4 separate regions of the Mus musculus genome follow, and regions 1, 3 and 4 are each linked to region 2. Evidence: chromatin contacts called from public Hi-C and promoter capture Hi-C data. All regions are on one chromosome and are shown on one strand. The core of a region is the stretch at or near the end of the contact, and the rest is flanking DNA. Distances in the headings are between cores, read along the strand shown. Region 1 holds the start of Brf2 (BRF2, RNA polymerase III transcription initiation factor 50kDa subunit). Region 2 holds the start of Hgsnat (heparan-alpha-glucosaminide N-acetyltransferase). Region 3 holds the start of Erlin2 (ER lipid raft associated 2). Region 4 holds the start of Plpbp (pyridoxal phosphate binding protein).

Region 1 (2,999 bases), core at 353-2,852, 1.2 Mb before region 2:
TTAACTCTTGATTTCCTGCCTTTACTTTCCAAGTGCTGGGGCAACAGGCGAGTTATATTAAAGTTCAATACAAGATTGTTTTCCCCTTTTCTCTCTTAAAAAAAAATTAAGAGAGGGTCTAGCTAGCCCTAGCTGGCCAGGCACTCACTCTGTACATCAAATTGCCCTTGGACTCAAAGAAACCTGCCTGCCTCTGCCTTCTGAGTGTCAGAATTAAAGGCACGTGCCACGTGGATAGCTCAAAGTTCAAGGTTTTAAACATGTCTGAGTCGGCCTGTAGCTTCCAGTTTGCCAAAAGTTGAAGGGGAGAGAGGAGGTGTGTGTGTGTGTGTGTGTGTGTGTATGTGTGTGTTTGAAGGCCAGATGTAGTAGCAAATGTCTTTAATCCTAGCACTCAGAAGGTAGAGAGAGGCAGATTTCTGTGAGTTTAAGACTATCCTGGTATATATAATGAGTTCCAAGACAGCCAGAGATATACAGTGACTCTTGTCTTAAAGTACAAAACAAAACAAAACACCCAAATCAAACCAACAATAAAATCCGACAATTTAAAATGCATTCTTACCAACTCCTAGCCTCCATCAATTCAGAAGATAGCATCTGAAACCCATGGAAAGGGTTTCCCCATATTCTGTAATGTTATTACCAGTGGTCCCTATCGTATGATATATGGCTCTCTTTGTTCTAAATCTAATGCAATCTTCATGTAACCACTTAACAGTTCTATGTGTTATTTGGAGAAACTTGTATCTATCTGTTCCTGGGCTCAAGTCCTCCTTTTTGGCTCTAGCATAAACTCTTGTACATCCTCTTTGAGGAGAGAACTATGGTTTTTCATGCTATTCTCTGAAGATATTTAAATCTACCACTCAAGATTTTAGTTCATCTTATTGTATTTATTTAGAGACATGTTCTTATTAAGTTGCTCTGACTGGACTGAACTCATTATGTACACCAGGCTTGGCTCAATCTCTACCTCCTAAATGCTAGGATTAAAGAAATATGTTGGAAAACAACAACAACAAGAGAGACTTTGAAAGAGAGACGGCAACTTAGTGTGGGGAGGTCCGTAGAGTACAACACAATTTACTGCTCTCTCACTGCAGAGTGATCTATTTTCTACTACGGTCAAACTTAACGTTCCTTACTACATAGAAAGGAAAAAACTGGTTCCACTTTTTTGAAGGGAGTTAAATCAGGCATGGTAATACAAGCCTGTAATCCCAGCATGTAGTAGGCAGAGGCAGGAGGATCAGTATTTTAGGTCAGCCTGGGCTACATAAGCATGATAGGCTAAAAAATAAATTATAAATTGGATAATATATTTTAAAAAATAGTGTTTTGCAGACAACAATTCCACATCTGTGGTTTGTGTCAACTCCCCACGTGGCCTAACCACAAAAACCCAGAGAGCCTGAGAAACAGTTAAATCCAGGAACCTCCCTTTCTAACTCAGGTTTCTACCCGAGTCCACAGAAGGGATCGGAAGTGGCGTACTGCCGAGGGGAGGAGCAAACTGCCAGCCGATTGGCCAGCTGGCCGGAGGAGGATGGTGCATCCGGAATAAGCGCCCCTCCACTTTATTGCCGCTGCCCAGTTACAAGTTCTCTGGGAGTTTGTGCCTGACGGCGGTACCGCAGCCCTGGACCGACCGACGAGATGCCGAACGGAAGCCGCTGCCCGGATTGCGGCTCCTCCGAGCTCGTGGAAGATTCGCATTATTCTCAGAGCCAGCTGGTGTGCTCCGACTGCGGCTGCGTGGTCACCGAAGGGGTCCTAACTACCACCTTTAGCGACGAGGGCAACTTCAGGGGTACTGGTCTTGAACCCGGGGATCGCCAGCCTTGGGCGGTGGAGTCCTTAAACCCAGCTCCCTCTTTCCAGCCTCCTCCCTTTCTTGGCCATGCGCACAGTTAAATGTGAGAGAATTGGGCTTAAGTAAACAGATGAGCTGGAGGAGGGTGCGATCCATCTGATTTCCCAGTACCTACAACGGTGTCTGGCATTGGGTGGGTATATTGGTTGGTGAATGAACGAAACGATAAAGGTTTCATTCGTCTTGTCAGACCTAGTCAGTGTTGAAGGAGTGCCGGTAAATTATTTGAAAATAACAACACGAACCATCATCTCCTAGCAGGTTTTAGCACTAATTGGCAACTTGCTCTCCTCTGCGTTCCACGCCATTGCTCTAGTACAGCGGTTCTCAACCGGTGGGTGGTGACCGCCGTGGTGTCCACAGAATCTTTCACAGGAGTCCCCTAAGACCATCCTGCATATAGGCGGTTTACATTATGATTCATAATGCAATTCATAATTCTCTTTTTTTTCTGTAGCTAATGCAATCTTCGTGTAACCATTACAAAATTACAGTTATGAAGTAGCAACGAAAATAATGTTAAGGTTGGGGGTCACCACAACGTGAGGAACTGTATTAAAGGGTGGCAGCATTAGGAAGGTTGAGAACCACTGCTCTAGCCCTTGGCTAATGCAGCCCTCAAAAGTGAATGTATCAGAGAAATTATTGGAAAATCAGAATTGCCAGTGCAGCTTTTAAAAATACAGTTCTGTCCTATTACTTTTACATAGATGGGTATCTTCTCTGAGGTAGAAGTAGATACACAGTCATTTGAAATCTCCCTGGCCTTATGCAGTCAGAGGGCAAGGAGGAGGTGAACGAAGGCCAGCTGGGTAATTTGTTGTTTGCTATTTTACAGAAGTGACATATTCTCGAAGCACTGGGGAAAACGAACAAGTTAGTCGCTGCCAGCAACGAGGTGAGAATCAAACTTTTTTCCCCCTTAAATTTCAGCTTTGCTTTTATTTATGTCACTGTTTAATGTTTTGATATTATGTGTATGGGTGTTCTTACTGCATGTATGTGTGTGTGTGCAGCATGTGCATGCCTGGTGCCCATGGAGTTAGAAGAGGGGGTTGGATCATCTGGAATTGCAGTTATAGATGGTCGTGAGCAGCCCTGTGGATGCTGGGAAGCAAACCCC
Region 2 (2,714 bases), core at 202-2,701:
GACTAGCTAAATGGATAAGATTGTGAAGTCGGGCTCTAGCCACTCCCTGAGCTATAATAAAAACCAGATTCATTTCTATCTCGCTGTGTTTAAGTGTGACACACAGAGCACACCCTTGATCGAGAGGAAAGTAGTTTGCCTTGTCCAGACACTTCGGGTGCAGTGATGGTCTCTTTCTTTGTGACCCAGAACATATTTCTAACATATTGTGGGGGAGTCCACCAGAGAAGACTACTTGGATATGGGTTTAAGCCAATAGGAAGTCCTTATTAGCTGGTGAACTCTTTAGCACAACACTATACCCTGTGTTGCAATACTCTAGTTAAAAAGAACAGTTAGCCAAAAGCCAAAACCAAGGTTATTATCTTTAGAGACTTTCCCAGAACTATGGGTTTTGATGGATTTAGGCCTTTGTTTTAGTTTTGGTGGGTGCTACATTTTATATGCTGATTATAGAACATGAATGGGTCTTTCACTAAGGCAGTTGTGCTCCAGTCTGGGGATCCATTACAAAGAAATATTAAGAAACATGTTCAGAACTGGATTCAGTGACATTGGAACCTGAAACTTTTCAGCACAGGGTGTTTTGTTTTGTTTTTTCTTTTTTCCATTAAATCTTGGGATCCATTCTATACGTTATAATTTTGACCACTGTTGTGTTTAGTAACAAAAGAATGTGATTCTTTAAATGAGGTTGCTGGTATGTTTCTTTGCATAGTTGAATTTGTAAATGAGTCCATCAAAAAAAGTAAATAAACTCATTACAAAGCTAAGTGCAACCAGTTTCCCCTTCATCATCCTATGGAAGCCTCTCACAGGTGGAAATGGGAAGATCTGTTGTTCATTTCCACTGCTGCATGGCGCGATGCTGTCTCGTTGACGGCCATTCAGATTGCCCACACGATTTTGCAACTACAATTTTATTACAAACATCATGCCTGCCCTCTTTCGCGTGTGATGGTTTCTCCCGGAATACAGACAGCAGTGTGGTTTATAAGGTCCTCATCCCTGGACACCTTAAACTTCCACAGACTGGCAGCAACCTGTGCAAGGCCAGAAACAGGAGACCTTTTAAGGGGTGTATCATTCACTCTAGGTAGTGAACGCCCAGAGTTTGTGCGTGTAAGGGGGAAGCTCTGTAGTCATTTTTACTAAGGACTCTCCTAGAAGGTGAGTAACACGTATCTGTACGTTGAAAGGCTAAGATGCAAGAATTTAGAACGTTCAGGGAATGGTGAGGGAGTGGATGACTGGGAAAGCAAAGACCACTCTTTTGCGGTTTTCTCCCGATGGGACAGAAACACTGTGCAGAGGGTAGAAAACAGCCTGGCTGCCCTCCTATGGTGGACACTAGCTGGACGCATGCTTTCCCAGCTGGGCGGGGCTTAGGAAGCTTCCGCGGGGCGTGCCTAGGAGGGAGCGGCCCCGCCCTCTCCCCGCCATCCCCTGCGGGACAGGAGCGGTGACGCCACGGGAGCGGGCGATGACGGGCGGGTCGAGCTCGCGCAGGCGCCGGGCAGAAGAGCGCAGCTCGGCTGCGGGGACAGAGCGCAACTCCCGGAGAGAGGCTGTGGGAGGCATGGGCGCGGGCCCGGCGCTGGCAGCGCTGCTGCTGGCCGGGTCGGTGCTGAGCGCCACGCTGCTGGCCCCCGGCCGCCGGGCGGAGCCAGGTGAGCGAGCGGCCCCCACGGCTAGGGGTAGCGGGGACCGTGCGTGGGCCTGCCCCGGACCTCCCCACGGCCCGCGGGGCGCAGGACTTGAGCGTCGCGCCCGGTCCACGCTGGGGTGGACCGCAGTGCCGGCGTCGCAGGAGCCGCGACCCGGGTCTGGCTTCCCAGGTTCAGTTGAAGGACCTTGGGGCTGGGTGCTCTGTCCGTCTCCGAATTCACCAGGGGGAAGGGTGAAAAAATAGGAATTCTGGGACTTCTCTTGACTCAGGTCTGAAGGTTCATAGGGTCCCGCAACTCCATTTCACAAACTCCTATCGAGAGGATAGTTTGGGTCGAGGACTGAGGCAAGTGAACACCCACTTCTACCCCAAACCCCCACCCCTTACCTTTATGCATTGTTTGGGATAGGGCCTGTCACCTGGCAAGGTATGTCACCTGCCTTTTTCCTATCCATCTCATCCCCTTTTCTGTATAGAAATTGGAATGTGGTGCCTGTGTTGAACACCCCTTCAGCTTCCAAACTTTAAAAAAGACATTGAAACAATGCAAAAAGCACGAAGAACGGTGTGAGTTACAATTTGCAATTACAACCCGTCCTTGGGAGGAGAGAGTTAAAAGAAAATCCTGCTGAGTTTGGGGTCTGGCCAGGGTGTTTGAACTTTTCACTGCTGCTCTTATTTGAAGCTTCCTGGGGGGGCAATTCTGACGTTCAGCTAGGCCTGAGGGACTCTACATGCTCCCAAATTATATAGTAACAATGTCAAGCTCTTTCTGAGCCTAAAACCCACATGGCAAATCTAAGCGTAAAACATACTACTAAAGACTAAGAAGTAGAAATCCAGCCATTCTGTCCAGGAAAGGATGCTGTTGTATAGGGTGAAGAGTAGTTGCACAGGGAGTTACTCTCACTGGAAAAGGAAGACTGTCAAGAATGAACGGTAGGTAGCCTGGATAGATGACTCCAGCTTAAGAGAATTGGCTGCCCTTTGATACCACCTACCCATGTCAGGGCACAACCACATATGACTCAAGTTCTAGGGGTTC
Region 3 (2,700 bases), core at 107-2,606, 1.0 Mb before region 2:
AATATACTCCAATATGTCCCTCTTCTATCTTGTGCACAGCTGAGAAGAGAGATGCACAAAAGAAACTGGAAGCCACGGCCACAACAGCTCCCAACTGAGCCATCAGTGAACCTGTATCCTAGAGAGAAGATATGGGACAATGTGTAGCCTGACGTACAGGAGAGCCACCAAGCTGAAGCTCACGTAAAGTGATTCTGGGGCAGCCTGCTGTAACACACACACACTACTTGCCAGATCTACAACTCACTGTGTCCTTGTTCTCAGTCAACATTCCGTTCCTTAACTGTGGAAGTATAATTCCCATTGAAGCAAGGGGGCATTAGCTCCAGAAACAGCTATACCTAAGAGAGATTTGGTGCCATTTGGGCAAGGTTCAAAACACAGCCTTCTCTCCCCTTCACGTTAACATGTTGTCAACAGAGCCATTTATACTTGTAAGGAAGAGAGGCAGCTGCAGGGTGCTGGCCCAAATTACAGAGGATGTCAAATGACAGGCAGCTGTGGCTATGTATTTCTGGTCAGAGCCTCCTACTTCTAATTGCCTGCCATTTCGAAGGAAACCACCAGTCATTCCCTTAGGACCCTGAGGGGGGGAAGAGAGAGAGGGAGGGAGGGAGAGAGAGAAGAGCAAGCAACTGAGTTCCGACGTAGGATTCTCTCTCTGATCTGTCCTCCACCTTCTCTGTTGTTCCTTTGGACTTAAACGGGACAGATCTCTATGTAAAACTGTAACACATTCTCCCATATCCTTTGCCCCCGCAAGCCCCATGGTTATAGGAAACTGGAAATGTCTCAGGCTGGAGACTCTGGACTACTCCGAAGTGAGGGTGGGGTGGGGTGGGGTGGGATGTCCCCAAATGTCCAGGGTCCCAGATGCCACAGAGTTACATGTAGACACTCATTTCCTGAACCCTGAAGGATCTGGAAAACACTACAGTGACGGACGTGCACACCGGGCACAGGGCACGGAGTCCACCTCTCAGGTCTGACTAATTTACTTATTTTTTACCGTAGCGGCCTTCAGCTACCGAGCAGCAGGAGTGTCCTCTCTGCAAATGTCCTCACTACCACCCCAAAGCCACCTCTTGCCCTTTCCCCGCCCTCCTCCGCGAGGCAGACACGGCCGAGAGCTTCCGCTCGGACCCGTGGGCAGGGGACTGGACTCCCGGGTGGGCGAGCTGAGGGGGCTCAGGACGTCAGCTCCAGCCGCGCCCACCCCCCGAGCCTCAGCGATGCCGAGCGTGCACGGAGGGGCGGCGGCCGCGTACCAGGCTGTCCCTCCAGGCGCTCCGTACACAGCCGAACCCCCGTGCAACCGTAGAAACCGCCACACCCCTCAGCACCCTACTTCCTTCCGGGCCAGTCGCTTCGATGACGCCATCAGTCCGCGCGCGCGCAAAAAATAAAAAAAATAAATAAATAAAAAGAAGACCCCGCCCACACCACACCCCTGTGCTCGTCCGGCCGCTCCGCCCCCTCGCGCTGCGAGCCGCAGTGTTCGGCGGTGGCGCCAGGGGACGCTCGCGAGCTGGCACACTGGCTGCGCACCTAGGCTTGCGGGTTTTAGGATGCCCAGGGCTGGCAGAGCGGGCTCCGGACACCAAGGCTCTGGTATCACCTTCCGAGGCGCTGGCTTCGGAGGTTGCTAGAGATTCTCCTTCGCTTCAAGTCCGAGCTGGATTTCTTTTCTTCTTCCGGAGCCGGGATCAATGCGATGCAGCGTTCTTGTCCTTCTGCTCGCTTCTTTTCCTGCTGCATTAGCCGAAGGAAACTTTCAAAGGTGCAGATTATGACGTCGCCAGTCAACAGTCCTACTCTGAGTTGCCCTTTATACTTTTCTGAGAGCTTTGTTTGGCCTTGAGGTCCCCACAGCAACATAAAGTAATTAACAAGGAATTATTGTTCCGATTTTTAATGAACGGATTCTGAAATCTGTGAGTGCTGAGGTCAACAGCAGTTGTTGAAAACTTAGCATTTCCTTAATAGTTCGGGCTTCCTGTCTTGCTTAACACATGCCATGGTGAGCTTTTGTCTGTCATCTGCACCCCCCCCCCCCCGGGGGGGTATAGCAGACCAGGAAGAAAACGTTTTTCCTAGCCTAAAGCCCTCACATGACCTCACCCTGCCATAGCGTTACCTTTGGACATTCATACTGGGCCTTTTCTCCGTTTTGTCCTGGGGCTGGAACTAAGGGCTTTATGGCTGTCCTCTATCCCCAATCTGCTTCTTTAGCAGGAAATTTCTAAACCGGCCACTGCAGTCATTTTGTTTGCAGGCCAGGAAGTGCCCACTTTAACTCCTGCTTTTAGTACATGAAAAGGCTTTTCCGTACAGTAGATGGCCAGTGGTCAATGTCCGACGATTTTAGGACTCAGGAAAAGAAGAGTAAAGGAACCCCTTTGTCTTCTCCCAAAAGCCAAGGCACTGAAACTGAATTCAAAGTTCCGGGAAGCCAGATGTTTGGTGACAGCAGAAGAAAAGCAGCTGCCCCCAATCCCAGACACCCAGTGGCTGCAGAAGAAGACAACAGACCAAGTAGTTTCAAAACAGCTTGTCTAAGGGACCCAGCAAACTCCCCATTCTGCCCCTAAAGATCCCCCTCCCACTTCCCGATTCTTAGCTACAAAACCTGAGGCTTGAAGCATGTGACCTGCCTTCTCCTGGACTCTGGTTCCTGAGTGACTGGGTCCTGTGCCCTGG
Region 4 (3,092 bases), core at 432-2,931, 1.1 Mb before region 2:
ACACAGGCACTTGTACATACATGCACATAACACATATATATATACACACACTTATATATACATGCACATAACACACATGCACTTGTACATACATGCATATAACACATATTCACACATACTTGTACATACATAAATGTAACACACACACAAATTTTTTATCAAGGATACAGTAACAGTGGCATAAGGTCTGCTTAGCATTTGTGAGGTTCTGAGTTGTATCCTTAGCACCAAAAAAACCCATACAAACAAAGTAAAACAAAACCCAGCAGCATCCTTCATGAAGGGAAGGCAACATCCTGTTTAGCAGGGAGGTCACTTCTGGCTTCTGATACACGAAGGTAAATAGTTTAGAAACTCATTTTGGTCCTGATGTAATTATTAATAACGCTTCCACTCACCCTGGAAGAGGCTCAATTGAGATAAAGACATACACTGCCTTGTTCAGTCTATGAATCAACCAACAGTCAGCAGAGTTGACAACGAGACACCCACAACTCAGTGTTCAGGATTAGATTCACGCAAAGTCTCCTCACATCCATTACATAAAATGAAGGGTTTCCCTGCTTTCCTTACGTCTACCCCACCGTTTCTGAGACTGTCACAGAACCACAGTGCTCTCAAGGACTTGGAGACGTCACATCAATTACCACACGGTCTCCTGCTGCCTCCTTCTGAGGGACTGACTGTGTCTAATTCCTAGTGTGATGATGAACTAACTGGAGGCTTCCAGAGACAAATCGGTCAAGCAGGCCTAACTCCCGAGGCGGGCTGCATTAGGGAAATCCCGAGAACTCCGGTACCAGGAAGGTGGTAGGAACTCCCAAGGCTCTCTTAATTTCCTTCCCCTGTGAGGAACCCTAGCTAGGGCTAGAGTAGTTAACTGGACATGCCCAGACATCAGGTAAGAGAAGACTATGTTAATTCAGCCTTCGGTTTTCAGGCATCATTTTGAAATCTCAGACCATGAACACTAGATCAGAAAGGAAAGGTGTTTGATTTTTTTTTTTTTTCTGTCTCACTTCACATAACGTAGCTTAATTTGCATGGAGAAAAGCAGATACTGGCACCGGTCTAGAAGTCCAATGGGGGACATAACAACCATACGAAAATAACAAACGCTTGTGACAGGGCACCTGACAGCTCCCGCCCGCTCTGTGTGTGTCAAGTTCACGCGCAGCTAGACCACGGCTCGCGGCCGCCGCAACGCACGTGATCGCGGGTGGACACGGCCCTCCCAGGGCTCTAGTACCGTGGTGACGAATGGCGTGGTGGTACCGAGGGCAATGACGAATGGCGAGACGCCTGGATACGAGTCACTTGCCCTAAATGAACACCTTTCTCCAACCAAGCCAACCTCCCGGCAAGTCCCGATCCTCAAGGCCAGACCGACCGCCATGGAAACCCAGCGATCCCCTCTGCAGCCCCCGCCCCTCCGGGAGCCCCTTCTGCGTCACCGTGACACCTCGTCCCACGTAGGTGTCCCCCTTCCAGCCCTCCCCAGTGCCCTTCCGCCGGTCCTCACCCGCGGCCGCCGCGCCACACTCTGCTGGACTCGCTCGTTCACGGCCCGCAGCGCGAACCCGACTCCCAGCTCCGCCGTCATGCTGCCACCTCTCAACATTCCCAAGAGGATGCCCGGAGGACCCGCGACTCACCGAGCCCACCTTCCGGTCCCGCCCCCTTCCTGAGAGGTCCAATCGCCGCTCACCATCCAGCCACTTCCCCAGCGGAGGTTGGCCACCCAGGCGGGCGCCATCTTGGGGAAGGCGGAGGTTACCCGGACTGAAAGCCTCCTAGGGAGTTCAAGGGCTGGGCGGGCCGGTATAAACCAAGACATTAAAGTAACTTTCATTCATCCGTTCCGTTCCTTTCCTTTTTCCTTTCTTCTTTTCCTTTCCCTTCCCTCCCCTCTCCTTCCCATTTTTAAATTTCTTTCGAGACAGGGCTTCTCTGTGTCCTGGCTGTCCTGGAACTCATTCTCTAGATCAGGGTGGCCTTGAAATCCCAAGTGCTGGGTCTAAAGGCGTGTGCCACCACTGCCCAGCTATTATTTCTTTTTTAAAATATTTATTTTATGTGCGTTGATTTGTTTTGTCCTCATGTATGTATGTGCATGCACCGTCGTATCTGTGGTGCCATGGCCAGGAGAGTTTTGGATCTCGACCTGATGGTTGTGAGCCATCATGTGTGCTGGGGACAGAATTCTGGTCCTTTGCAAGAGCAACAGGTGCACTTGACTACTGATCCATCTCTCCAGCCCCCTTTTAATTTAAATATTTTTATTTATATTTTTGTTGTGTGGGTGTTTCCCCTGAACGTTAAGTCTGTGAACTGCCACAGAGGTCAGAGGAGGGCATAGAACTCTCTGGAACTGATGAGTGGATAGATGGGTGCTGGGTTCTGAACCTCTATAAGAGCAGTAAGTGCTCTCTCTCCATTCCCAGACTTTAGGAGTAATGATATTGAAGGTAAATGCCTCTTCATATACTGCTGTCACCACAGTGAAAAAAACCCCAAAACCTGAAAGGGCCCAGAAGGCTGTTACAGAGTGAGCCTAATGAGAAGCTGGCTGTGGAGCTGCAGTTGGGAAGTACTAGTCAGGAATAAGTGGGTCAAGTTTAAAGGGTTCGTGAAGGCTGGGATGGACGTGAAGTCAAAGAGATGCTCTGCTTCAAAAAATTGAAGGTGATAAGACAGGTCAGGGGTCAGAGGCGCTTGCTGTCCAAAGTCATATGGTGGAAGGAGAAAGCAGACTCCTGCAGATCTCCACATGAATGCCAGGGTGTCTGAGCATGTGCGCATGCACAAGGATGTATACATACATATGTACACAGATGTAAAAATGAGACCTATAAATACTACAGATTTAGGGTGGGGCCTCTATCTATCTATCTATCTATCTATCTATCTATCTATCTATCTATCTACCTACCTACCTACCTACCTACCTACCTACCTATCTGCACATATACATAAACACACACAGAACCTACTACTACTGTTTTGCTAAATGGACATGGCAGCAAACTGTCTTCAGAATATTTATATCCACAGGTTAGTGCTGACCTCAGCCTTGGATAAAGAAGCTGTTT

The links. Promoter capture Hi-C pulls out the DNA fragments that hold promoters and counts their contacts. Hi-C and Micro-C count contacts between places; a contact is called where the count stands out from the background. Capture Hi-C pulls out chosen DNA fragments and counts their contacts.
Region 1: a contact with region 2 is called in a promoter capture Hi-C map of neutrophils, with 4 times the contacts expected there. The contact joins the promoter of Brf2 here to the promoter of Hgsnat in region 2. A contact is called at or near these places in 3 of 39 promoter capture datasets (liver, neutrophils and pre-B cells).
Region 3: a contact with region 2 is called in a promoter capture Hi-C map of liver, with 2.4 times the contacts expected there. The contact joins the promoter of Erlin2 here to the promoter of Hgsnat in region 2. A contact is called at or near these places in 13 of 39 promoter capture datasets (the 3T3-L1 cell line, 3T3-L1-derived adipocytes, the C10 cell line and 8 more), 1 of 15 datasets of contacts at CTCF or cohesin (large pre-B cells), 5 of 115 datasets of contacts at active chromatin or transcription factors (acute myeloid leukemia, astrocytes, bone marrow-derived macrophages and 2 more) and 3 of 9 other capture datasets (embryonic stem cells, liver and macrophages).
Region 4: a Hi-C map of B cells shows a contact between it and region 2, with 8 read pairs. The contact joins the promoter of Plpbp here to the promoter of Hgsnat in region 2. A contact is called at or near these places in 5 of 39 promoter capture datasets (3T3-L1-derived adipocytes, hematopoietic stem and progenitor cells, hippocampal neurons and 1 more), 1 of 484 Hi-C or Micro-C datasets (B cells), 2 of 115 datasets of contacts at active chromatin or transcription factors (embryonic stem cells and extraembryonic endoderm stem cells) and 1 of 9 other capture datasets (adipose tissue).

What each region holds. Positions count from the first base shown.
Region 1 is chr8:27,127,235-27,130,233 of GRCm38.p6, reverse strand. Brf2 (BRF2, RNA polymerase III transcription initiation factor 50kDa subunit) reads left to right here and starts at 1,602. Exons shown (of 4, transcript NM_025686.2): 1 at 1,602-1,813; 2 at 2,715-2,774. The coding sequence starts at 1,660.
Region 2 is chr8:25,975,481-25,978,194 of GRCm38.p6, reverse strand. It overlaps Hgsnat (heparan-alpha-glucosaminide N-acetyltransferase), which reads left to right and starts at 1,451. Exons shown (of 18, transcript NM_029884.1): 1 at 1,451-1,670. The coding sequence starts at 1,484.
Region 3 is chr8:27,022,475-27,025,174 of GRCm38.p6, reverse strand. Erlin2 (ER lipid raft associated 2) reads right to left here and starts at 1,356. Exons shown (of 12, transcript NM_153592.3): 1 at 1,269-1,356; 2 at 1-118. The coding sequence starts at 103.
Region 4 is chr8:27,041,144-27,044,235 of GRCm38.p6, reverse strand. Plpbp (pyridoxal phosphate binding protein) reads right to left here and starts at 1,681. Exons shown (of 8, transcript NM_054057.4): 1 at 1,523-1,681. The coding sequence starts at 1,621.